3 separate regions of the Drosophila melanogaster genome follow, and all the other regions are linked to region 3. The links are chromatin contacts, called in public Hi-C and HiChIP or PLAC-seq maps. All regions are on one chromosome and are shown on one strand. The core of a region is the stretch at or near the end of the contact, and the rest is flanking DNA. Distances in the headings are between cores, read along the strand shown. Region 1 holds the start of CG3348. Region 2 holds the start of Men-b (Malic enzyme b). Region 3 holds the start of Klp98A (Kinesin-like protein at 98A).

What was found. Hi-C and Micro-C count contacts between places; a contact is called where the count stands out from the background. HiChIP or PLAC-seq counts read pairs in DNA pulled down with a chosen protein or histone mark.
Region 1: an H3K27ac HiChIP or PLAC-seq map of the Kc167 cell line shows a contact between it and region 3, with 6 times the contacts expected there. The contact joins the promoter of CG3348 here to the promoter of Klp98A in region 3. A contact is called at or near these places in 8 of 107 Hi-C or Micro-C datasets (the Clone 8 cell line, the D17-c3 cell line, the Kc167 cell line and 5 more) and 4 of 6 datasets of contacts at active chromatin or transcription factors (the Kc167 cell line and the S2 cell line).
Region 2: a Hi-C map of the OSC cell line shows a contact between it and region 3, with 2.5 times the contacts expected there. The contact joins the promoter of Men-b here to the promoter of Klp98A in region 3. A contact is called at or near these places in 5 of 107 Hi-C or Micro-C datasets (the Kc167 cell line, the OSC cell line, larval brain and 1 more).

What each region holds. Positions count from the first base shown.
Region 1 is chr3R:27,290,926-27,294,039 of dm6, reverse strand. It overlaps CG3348, which reads left to right and starts at 1,831. Exons shown (of 2, transcript NM_144004.2): 1 at 1,831-1,914; 2 at 2,047-2,505. The coding sequence starts at 2,084. The coding sequence ends at 2,380. Hmu (Hemomucin) reads right to left here. Exons shown (of 4, transcript NM_057811.4): 4 at 2,448-3,114. The coding sequence ends at 2,907.
Region 2 is chr3R:27,150,097-27,153,147 of dm6, reverse strand. It overlaps Men-b (Malic enzyme b), which reads right to left and starts at 1,486. Exons shown (of 7, transcript NM_143702.4): 1 at 1,242-1,486. The coding sequence starts at 1,258. CG6051 reads left to right here and starts at 2,079. Exons shown (of 5, transcript NM_001300627.1): 1 at 2,079-2,754. The coding sequence starts at 2,719.
Region 3 is chr3R:27,557,645-27,560,734 of dm6, reverse strand. Klp98A (Kinesin-like protein at 98A) reads left to right here and starts at 1,590. Exons shown (of 12, transcript NM_079808.4): 1 at 1,590-2,409. The coding sequence starts at 2,363. It overlaps CG5646, which reads left to right. Exons shown (of 5, transcript NM_143311.3): 3 at 221-461; 4 at 521-635; 5 at 698-1,356. The coding sequence ends at 1,094.

The sequences.
Region 1 (3,114 bases), core at 582-3,081, 270 kb after region 3:
CTCATATTGAATAGTGGCTCATATGATTGTGTCGTCTCATTGTGACGTATCATCTAAAGGTCATTTGCACATATTCATTGGATGAGTCTTAATAGATAGCCTCTTATTTCTCTCATTTCAAGAAATCTAGACAGTGTCTAGCCGAAATTTCGTATGGAATATTCCCTTTCGAGTTCAGTGACGTACTTGCATAAATAAAAAATATATTCGCTTTTAATGAGACTTTTCAAATATTGCCCGTGTCGAACTGAAAATATTCCAGTTGGAATTCAATTTTGTTTGAGATAAGCAGCTGGAATTAATTTTTAGCAATTGTAAAAGAAAATTGTGAAATATCTCTTTCGATTCCAGTGACGAAGTAACCAAAGTCCATTGAATGTTAGAGTTAGTATAAAAGAAAGTTAAACTTTTTATGGATCTAATCAGTCAAATAGTGGCGGTCTAATAATAGTTTATGGAGGTAGTATTTTAAATTTCTTTATAATTTGATAACGATTTTGAAATACTTCCCTCCTCTGACTTTCGAGAAAAGACATTCTTTCTCCATTTCGTGAAATTTCAGAGTCATGCGAAAGAGATTCCCCTTGAAGTCCACTGGCGGCGATCCCCCACACGATCATGATTTTTTTTTATAGACACACATACCTCACATCGAGCACGTCTCGATCGCCAGACCGACCTGGAAGCTCGTGCTCCGTAGGCCCCGGCGACTTTGACCACCAGCTGCCCACGTGTGCGCATAATCGCCAGACAGCCAACTAATTCCAGTTTGCTATGCCTCTTCGCTGCGATGGGCCAAGACATTTGGGGCTCAACGAAATTCAACCACCGCGTGATCACGTGAATGAAGTTCGCCAATCAATTAATGGCCCGTACGCCTACGAAACCGGAGTGAAAAACGTCTGGGCTCGAGATGATTACCTCGTTAGGCGATAAGGTGTCACAGGCGATAAGGTGCTGGCGGCAATTGCCTTTATTTATCGCGAAAAGGTGACACATGGACTCCAGCCGAGGGGAAAGTTACTGACTAGCAGCGCCTAGAATGAGGGGCTCGTCATGCGCACCACACGGCGGATGCGTGATCTGGCCGGGCTAAGCCTCCAACTACTTGATTGCTGGGGTTTATTGACAGTCGATACAAGTGTGTGCGAACTATATATATGCATTTGTTGACATTTTCCGTTGGCGTCATTGCTCAGAAGGCACTGGCGGCACTCTGACCTCAACCCTCGAAAATTAGGCAGGAAACAAATACACGCAAAGAAACTAAGCAGCACTTTAATTGTAAATAGGAATTTCCTTTATTTTAACAATTAACGAACAAACTGTTAAAGATTTATACATACAAGCTGCATGTATAAAATTTATAAAATAAGTTAAACATACGAGCTACATTTTTTTTTTCAGTGCACTAAGCGGTTTCAACCTGCGAGCATGTTACCTAATTTTTTCTCCAAATATGTTTGCGCTCGTTTTATGTGCGAAATTTACGGCATACCGACAGTCTGCGCTGGGAGTATTCCCCCGGCCACGACGACGACACGTGACCACGACCGGGCATCGGGTGGCCTGGCGGTCTTAGCCACCCAGAGACCGACCCGCACCCACCCTTTGGGACGCCTCAAGATCAAGGCGATTCAGTGCAAATTCTTGGACCTCATACATAGATACAAAGTGCTCGTTGCCCGACAACGAAAAAGCGTTGGAATCGGATCGGGAATCGGCCCTCGAACCAGAGTCTAGCAACGCTATCTATGACCAAAGCAGCGGACGGCGGCGTCGACGTCGTCCGACGAAATGGTATTTAAGCGGGAAATGATTCGGTATGACAAATCAGAAGTGAAATAACTCAGCAACAGCGAGCAACAGGCTGCTAGCCGTTAAAAATAACTAACGACCAAGAAATAGCACAAGGTAAGCGAAAAGGGAGAGTTTAATTCAGTAAAATATGTGGGGCAAATGCCTTTGCCAAGAATTATAGTAAATTTATGCGACGATCACGCTCTGACATCGTGGACTAATGCCCAGTTCCGGTTTTGATTTCAGAATTCCCCAAAAAACCGAACCCAATCACTTGAACAAAATGCCTACCGCATCAGCACATCTGCCCATTCAGAAGCGCCGGCCGCATGAGCACAATGGCGAGCCCAGCTGCCAGGGTCTAGATGAGGTGAACCGCATGTTCCGGAATTACTGGGATCCCACGGCCTACTGGGTGTGCGATAAGCAGGGCACACGGGCTCGTCTCCAGCGCTGTCCGCAGTCGCAGCTCTACTCCGAGGAACTCGGCCGTTGCGTCCACTATGCCGATTGGGCCTGGACGGATCCCAAGGAGCCGGCTGGCCGAGCCAAGATCAGTCAATCGGTGTCCACAAATTAGTGATATCTTACGGCTAAACTTAATTTAATGCTAGTCTAAGACAACCAACCTCATTAGGCTTACGTCTATTTTTACAAAATACCTTTATTTTTAATGAAAATAAGAAAAAAAATCAGTACAAAATCAAAAGTTGCTCGAGTTTAACAATTTTGGGGCATTGTTTACTATTAACTTAGCTACATGGAATGCACTTCCGGTTGTAAAAAGGAATGGAATGTTTATAGTGCCTAAGCAAAACAGAATTATATGTTAGTCTACAACATATAAAGCGTTGCCCGTCGAGGATCATATGAGCAAGGCCCTCGGCTAGTCTGAATTTAGCTACCTTTCGACTAAAATTAACTGGTTTCGACAGCCTGAGTTGGGGCATGATAAATAAGAAACCTTTGAAAATTCCCCAAAAGTGGTTGAGATGTTGGAGGGAAAAAGATAATAATCCTAATAGGTTTTGACTGCGTGAAGAAACTAATCTCGCGTCCGGGAATATGCCCGATTAACTCAGGAGGAAGCTGATGCGTCTGCGATCTTAAAGCTCCACATTGACGCCTTGCTTGTTGATGACCTTGAGCTTCTCCTTCTTGGGTGGCTGTGTGTCCGAGGGGATATCCTCCTCAACGGGCGCGGGTTTCTCAGGCACTGTGCGCTTGACCTTCGGTTTAGAAGGCTCTGGAGTAGGAGTAGTAGGAGTAGTAGTAGTAGTTGGCTTAGGAGTAGTGGTGGTTGTTGTAGTCGTA
Region 2 (3,051 bases), core at 237-2,736, 410 kb after region 3:
ACCGACAAAAGGCGAGCACTTTGGGTTGATAATTATCGTTTAGGTAACGCTATCACTCGTCAATTTTTTCCATTTATTTGAATGGCACTCACATGAGCCCCCACCACGTCGAGTGCTAAACAATTTCGCATATCTGAGCCAAATACACGGAATAAGTGCGTGTCGTAAATGATACCCCCATACTCCGAGTGCTACCAATAATTATTTTTAGGGTCTTAAAAGCCCTAAGAACTGGAGTCTGAAGGAAAAAGCTGGGCAAGTTCATTAAACTCTTTACGTCTTTCCATTTTTTGTTAGCCAAATTTCTGGCTAACGGTTTGCGTGGGAACGAGAGGCAAGATAGCAGACCAGCTGAAAACATTCTTGATGAACTTGGCAACGAAAAACGCTGACAGCGGCGAAACAAAGCACACATTTTTTCGGTATATGCACTAAATTTAGAATTCCGCCAGACCATCTTTCGAATATATGTCCATGTCCATGGTATTGAAGGTGTTGTGTTTTCGCTACACAGGAAACAAAATGTTTTCGATTGTAAAAGTATGATGATAAACTTTCCATTCCTTTTTTTTTCTTAGAATACTACTAAACAATGGAATACATTCGTATTTGTACTTCCTATCCAACTGTGAATCATAGAAAATTCATACGAATTATGTGCGGCGATATTCCTCCACCGAAGAAAAGCAAAATTAAAGCACATATACTTATGATACGTAGCACCCCGTTTCTCTCTCTGCAGCCCATTGATTTTTTCAGCTGTTTCTTGTTTGGCAGCCAAAAAACGAAGACATGCATGTTCGAAAACGCTTATGCAATTGCAAGGGAAAAGTGAAAATTCTGAAAACAGCTGTTCACCGAACGGGACCAGCAAGTGCGAGAAAGGGAGGGAAGCCGAAGGGTCAATGCCAGGCCATGTGCGATTCCCAATCGGAATCCCTCTCGCTCGCACATAGCGCTTCCCAGTGAAAACGAAAGCTGCGCAGCAAAAGGAGGAGGAAAAGAGAAGGGGAAATGGGATGATATACTATGTGAATATATTGTATATATACACGGACGCCTTGGCGGCCGCTCGTCTGATCCGAGTGACTAGGTCACTGGGCTACCAGCTGGGGCAGTTGCTCCTCCCGCATCGTGAAATCTTACATAATTTGCGCCCGAGGCACACACACACCCACGCGCACACAAATCCTTCGAGGCGAGTCCTTGCATAAAAAACCAAACGAAAAAGAAAAGCTTACCTGGGTCGTGAGAACATTTTTATGTCGTATAATTGCTTTCCGTTGCGCTGCTAATATCACTGCTCTTGTGTCAGTCAAATCCGTTTGACAGTTGTCCGGCTACAAAGGGCTAATACTTTCGGTGGCGTACGGTAACTTTGCAATGCGACGCGGTCAGCGACAACGACGATTTTCCAGGAATAAAATTATAGCTCTGCGCGCGGATTTTAACCCACCCCAACAACTTACGAAAACGACACTAGTGACCAAGCGACGCGAAAGCGCCAGCGAAACTTGAATGGCACTAAAAAATGACAGATGTGCGAGGCGAATGCAGGGTGCGGTACTCCACTGGCGGACAGTGCGCACTCGAACCTTTTCGAACGGACAAGCAGTGGGGAAGCGAACCTGTTAGCCTAAAGTTTAGTTCACTTTCGAACTTTGAGTAAATTTAAAGCGTTTCAAGCCGTAAATGTTTGTACCCATTCTAATTTATTCATTAAGCTATGTGAAATACAACATTATATATTATGTAATAATTAATTATTATCATTGTTAATATTATTATTTTATTATTATTATTATTAATTTATTATTATTATTATTATCATTAATTAATTATTGATTAAAATTATTCAATGTGTTTATACTAAGCTGATTTTGGCAAATACGAATGTTAATAGTTCGAATTCGACAGTTTACCAACTTTAGTGATAAGATATACAATTAGCTATAAGCTTATGTCAAACATTGAAAATCCAACAGTACAACAATATCGCATTGCTAGTGTGAACGGTGTAGGATAGTTTTTACACGTCCTCAGCATTTTCCCCCGAACCGAAGAGCGCCATACTCTTGGCAGTACTAATCGCAGACCCCGCCGACTGGTCACATTAATCGAAAAAAAAACTTTGCTGCGAACGCACGGACGCTCCGCTGTCGACGGAAATCGCATCGCAACGCGAAGGGCGGATGAGTGCTGCGCGAGTTTAATGGAAAAGTTTGCAATCCGAGTCGCCCGACATTCGAGTGGTCAGCCTCCGCTTTGACGCACTGCCTCTGCAGGCCGCCACAGGACAACCGACGCAGTTTCCGCGAGGGAAATGCAGCTCCACCTAATGCGACCGCAGAGTCACGCGTGTGAGGAGCACGAAAAGTGAAAAAGCAAGAAGATAGAGCAGAACAACAAAAGGCAGGAAAGCAAAGTGCGAAGAGGCCAAGGCATTTAAACAAAATTCACAATAAGTGTTAAAATCAGTAATGTGCATTTAGCAGTTGCCAAACAAATAGCATTTTTCTTTGTTTTGTTTGGCTCGTACGCACTTGTGTTGGTGTACAGTGCTAGTGAGTGAGTGAGTGAGTGCGTGTGTTTGTGTGCGCGAGAGCAAGGACAACAAGAAAGAGCAGCGGAAGAGGAGAAGACGAGGAGCAGGAGCAGGAGGGGAGGAGGCAGAGCAACAACTGTGGAGCTGCAGCTGGAAAGAAACAACCTCCTGCGATGGACACGTTTAAACGCTGGCTAAACAAACCCAAGGTACAGTTTTTGTTTTCTGCTCCTATTTTCGCATAAATGATGAAAGATAGCCCGATTAGTAGTGCCCTCTTATCACTGACACAAAAAACAAACAACAAAAACAAGAGAGAGCGCAGCGCAATTAATTAAAATAGTGAGCAGAGCGCGATAGAGAGAGAGAGCAACAAATGGTGTCAAATGTGCCTGTGTGTGTTTTAACTGTGCCGTTGTGACGTCAGCCTTTGGCCCTGGCTCATTCTCATTATAGGCTAGCGCCCTCTCGCTCGCACCCTGTTAGCCAGCTGGGTTTTAACCGCA
Region 3 (3,090 bases), core at 341-2,840:
GTTGGAAACTTTTTTTCAAGGATACAAATTTTATGTGAAATATTTGGATAACGATGTACATGTCGATCTTCCAATCTCCTTTTTTATTCATAACTTTTCAAATATTTAAACCAGCCAAAATGGCTTTGTCCTATTCTTAATCCCGACTCCGACTGGACGCAATCCCTTAGAGCGCCTAGGTGGGTCGTGATGGGTTTAATCGATCAGCATCGCCTCAAAGGTCAACGGCTTCTACAGGGGCATGTTCTTCCCGTTCATCTCGACGGGAGCGATCAACTCGCTGCTTTTCGGCATCTATGGAAACCATCTGCGGCAGCTGAGAAAGGTGTGCCACAGTGACTACCAGCGGGAGCAGCTGGAGTACCACAACATGTTCCTGGCGGGCTCTGTGGCGGGATTCGTGCAGTCCTTCATCGCCTGTCCCATGGAGCTGATCAAGGTTCGCCTGCAGACAGCCACTTGTGGGTTCTACTTGATTTTTTAATCCCAAAATGGAGGATTAATTTGTGAAATTCCGTAGATTACAGTGACTATCTGTATGGCCAGAGAAGGACCGCCTTTGGCACGTTCAAAAGGATACTCAAGACTGATGGCATCTCGGGGCTCTATCGCGGCCTTTTGCCCATGATGTGCCGGTAAGTTAGTCCAGGTGGTAGTCCAAAAATACATGAATCTTTCAATGGTCGTTTGGTTACAGCGACGTCCTGCCCTATGGAATCTATATGCTGGCCTATCGCCAGGGCGTTGACTACATGGACAGGCGGGACTTTGTGCGCCGGCGACGCAGTCAGTCGGACGGATCCAGTGTGAACCTGCTGGTGACCACGCTGGCCGGCGCCTGGGCGGGAGTCATCTCGTGGGTGTGTGTCATTCCGTTCGACGTGGTCAAGACGCTGATGCAGGCGGATGAGAATCACAAGTACCGGGGCATCTTCCATTGCGTGCGGGTGCAGTACAGAGCCTACGGCTGGAGGAGCATCTTCCGCGGCAGCTGGATGCTGGTGGCGCGGGCGGTTCCCTTCAATGCCGCCACTTTCCTGGGCTACGAGTATGCGCTGGAGTGGTGTCAGCGGTGGAACGGCACCTACGTATGACCCAGGCAGTCTGGTGGAGATTAGGAGCCTTAGTTTGTATGCTGTGTACATTGTTGTCAACTGAGAATGAGTGTGATCGAAAAATGCAAACCTATTCTATAATTTACTTCAATGCTGTTTAACAGCACTAACAAATAGCTTTAATTGCCTCACTTTGTAAACGTTTTATCGTATCAACACGGGCTTAATATTTTCGAAATGCACCTCAATTTTGTAAGCTTTAAAATTAAAATGATGACAAATTGCGTCCATGAACAAGGTTATATTGCTGAGTATTTGAGATCTGCCTCTAAAGTTAGATCTAATTTTTTTAAAAATCTTTGGTTTGAACAATAGGAACAAGTTTTTGAATTTAGAAAACATTCAAATCGGTTTGAGTATGCGCTATCCGTGTTATCAACCATTTCTATGAATGTTGAAAACATCGAATTGGTGTGACCGCACTGCCAGAAGGCGAGTGTGTAACTCCGCAGTTTATTAGCACTGTTCTGCGAACGGTCACACCGAGTCGAACGATGAACAACAACACAACATCGCGTCGCGTTCGTTAAAAAACAGAGATAAACGCAAATCGAAGTAACAAAGTGTACATACAGCGTGCTATTTTTCTTATTTTCATCGTGCTGCACTTAATGACCCATGTCCAGTGAATATATGGGCAGACACATATGGTCAGCGCAAAAACGCAGCGAGTTGCAATGAGCAGCCGCCGAAAAAAATGGCAGGAAAAATTGTGCAAGTGAATTAATGTCGAATTGCGCACAATTTAATCTTAATTTTATTAGTGGTAGTATGTGCAGTTGTTTGTGGAGCCGCGAAAAGTTCGCAAAGTTCGCTGATTTTGCGAACGGGAGGCTCGCAATCGAAATAACGGTGTACAAGAAGACGAAGAGAAAAACAAACTGAAAAGCAGAGCAAACGGAAAGCAGAAAGACCAAAAGTCGGACAAAAACGCAACAGAGTGAATTGTGTTTCCACTGCTGCCCCCCACCCCCATTTCTTTTACCACCCCTCCCCCCATTGACAATCCATCCCAAAAAAATCAAATTACGTGGCAAGTGGTCAGGCGAGAACAACAACAACAACAACAAGAACAAAACCTGCTGCTGCAAGTTTTTTCCTATTTTTTTTGTTTGGTACCCATCTCTTTGCTTTTGGTTTACTGTACGTGCTGAAAACGCCCCCCAAATCCGCACCACCCACCACCCAAATAAACAAATAAAGGAGTACAAGAATCCCGCGTAGCCACCCCCATCGCCACCATCGAAATGTCGTCACTCAAGGTCGCCGTAAGGGTTCGACCCTTCAACTCCCGGTAAGCCCAGATATCCTACGCCTATTTATAGACACAGCCATGGTCAAGGAAATAGCAACACTGCAAATAGAATCTACACAGAAATAGGGTAGTCAAACTTAGCTTAGATCAACAAAAAGCACAGCTAAATATTCAAGATTATGTTTCTATGAATATGAATATTATCTTTAAAAAAAAACTACAATTCCCAATCTTAATCAAAAACTGAAATATTAAGTTGGTTGTGGAATATGTTCTAACAATCTCTTTTATTACTCAAAAAGCAGCTTTAATTTAGATTTTGAAAAATATGACTAAGCAATGGGGTGACGATGACTTTAAACAAAAAAGATATAGATTTGCCTTATTATTATGACCTCACTTATCATTATCATTATAGGAGAATGTTTGTTTGTTGGGCTTTCTATCGCGTATTAACTTTAAAACGCCCCTTGAAAAAAAGTATGGAATTTGGTTGCGCATTTCACTTAAAAAGCACAAAAGTGTCTAGAAAACAAATTTCGTTACAAAAAACCCCTTGAAATACATGTAAAAAGTGTACTAGACTGCCTACTTAAAACCACATTAAACCTTTTTATTTTTACCAGCCTTGTCTATGATCGTTAAGCATTTATGTTGCTGCTTGTTTTTTATTTTTATTTATTTTTTTTGTGTCTTTATCTTGGCTATCTGGCGCAGCGG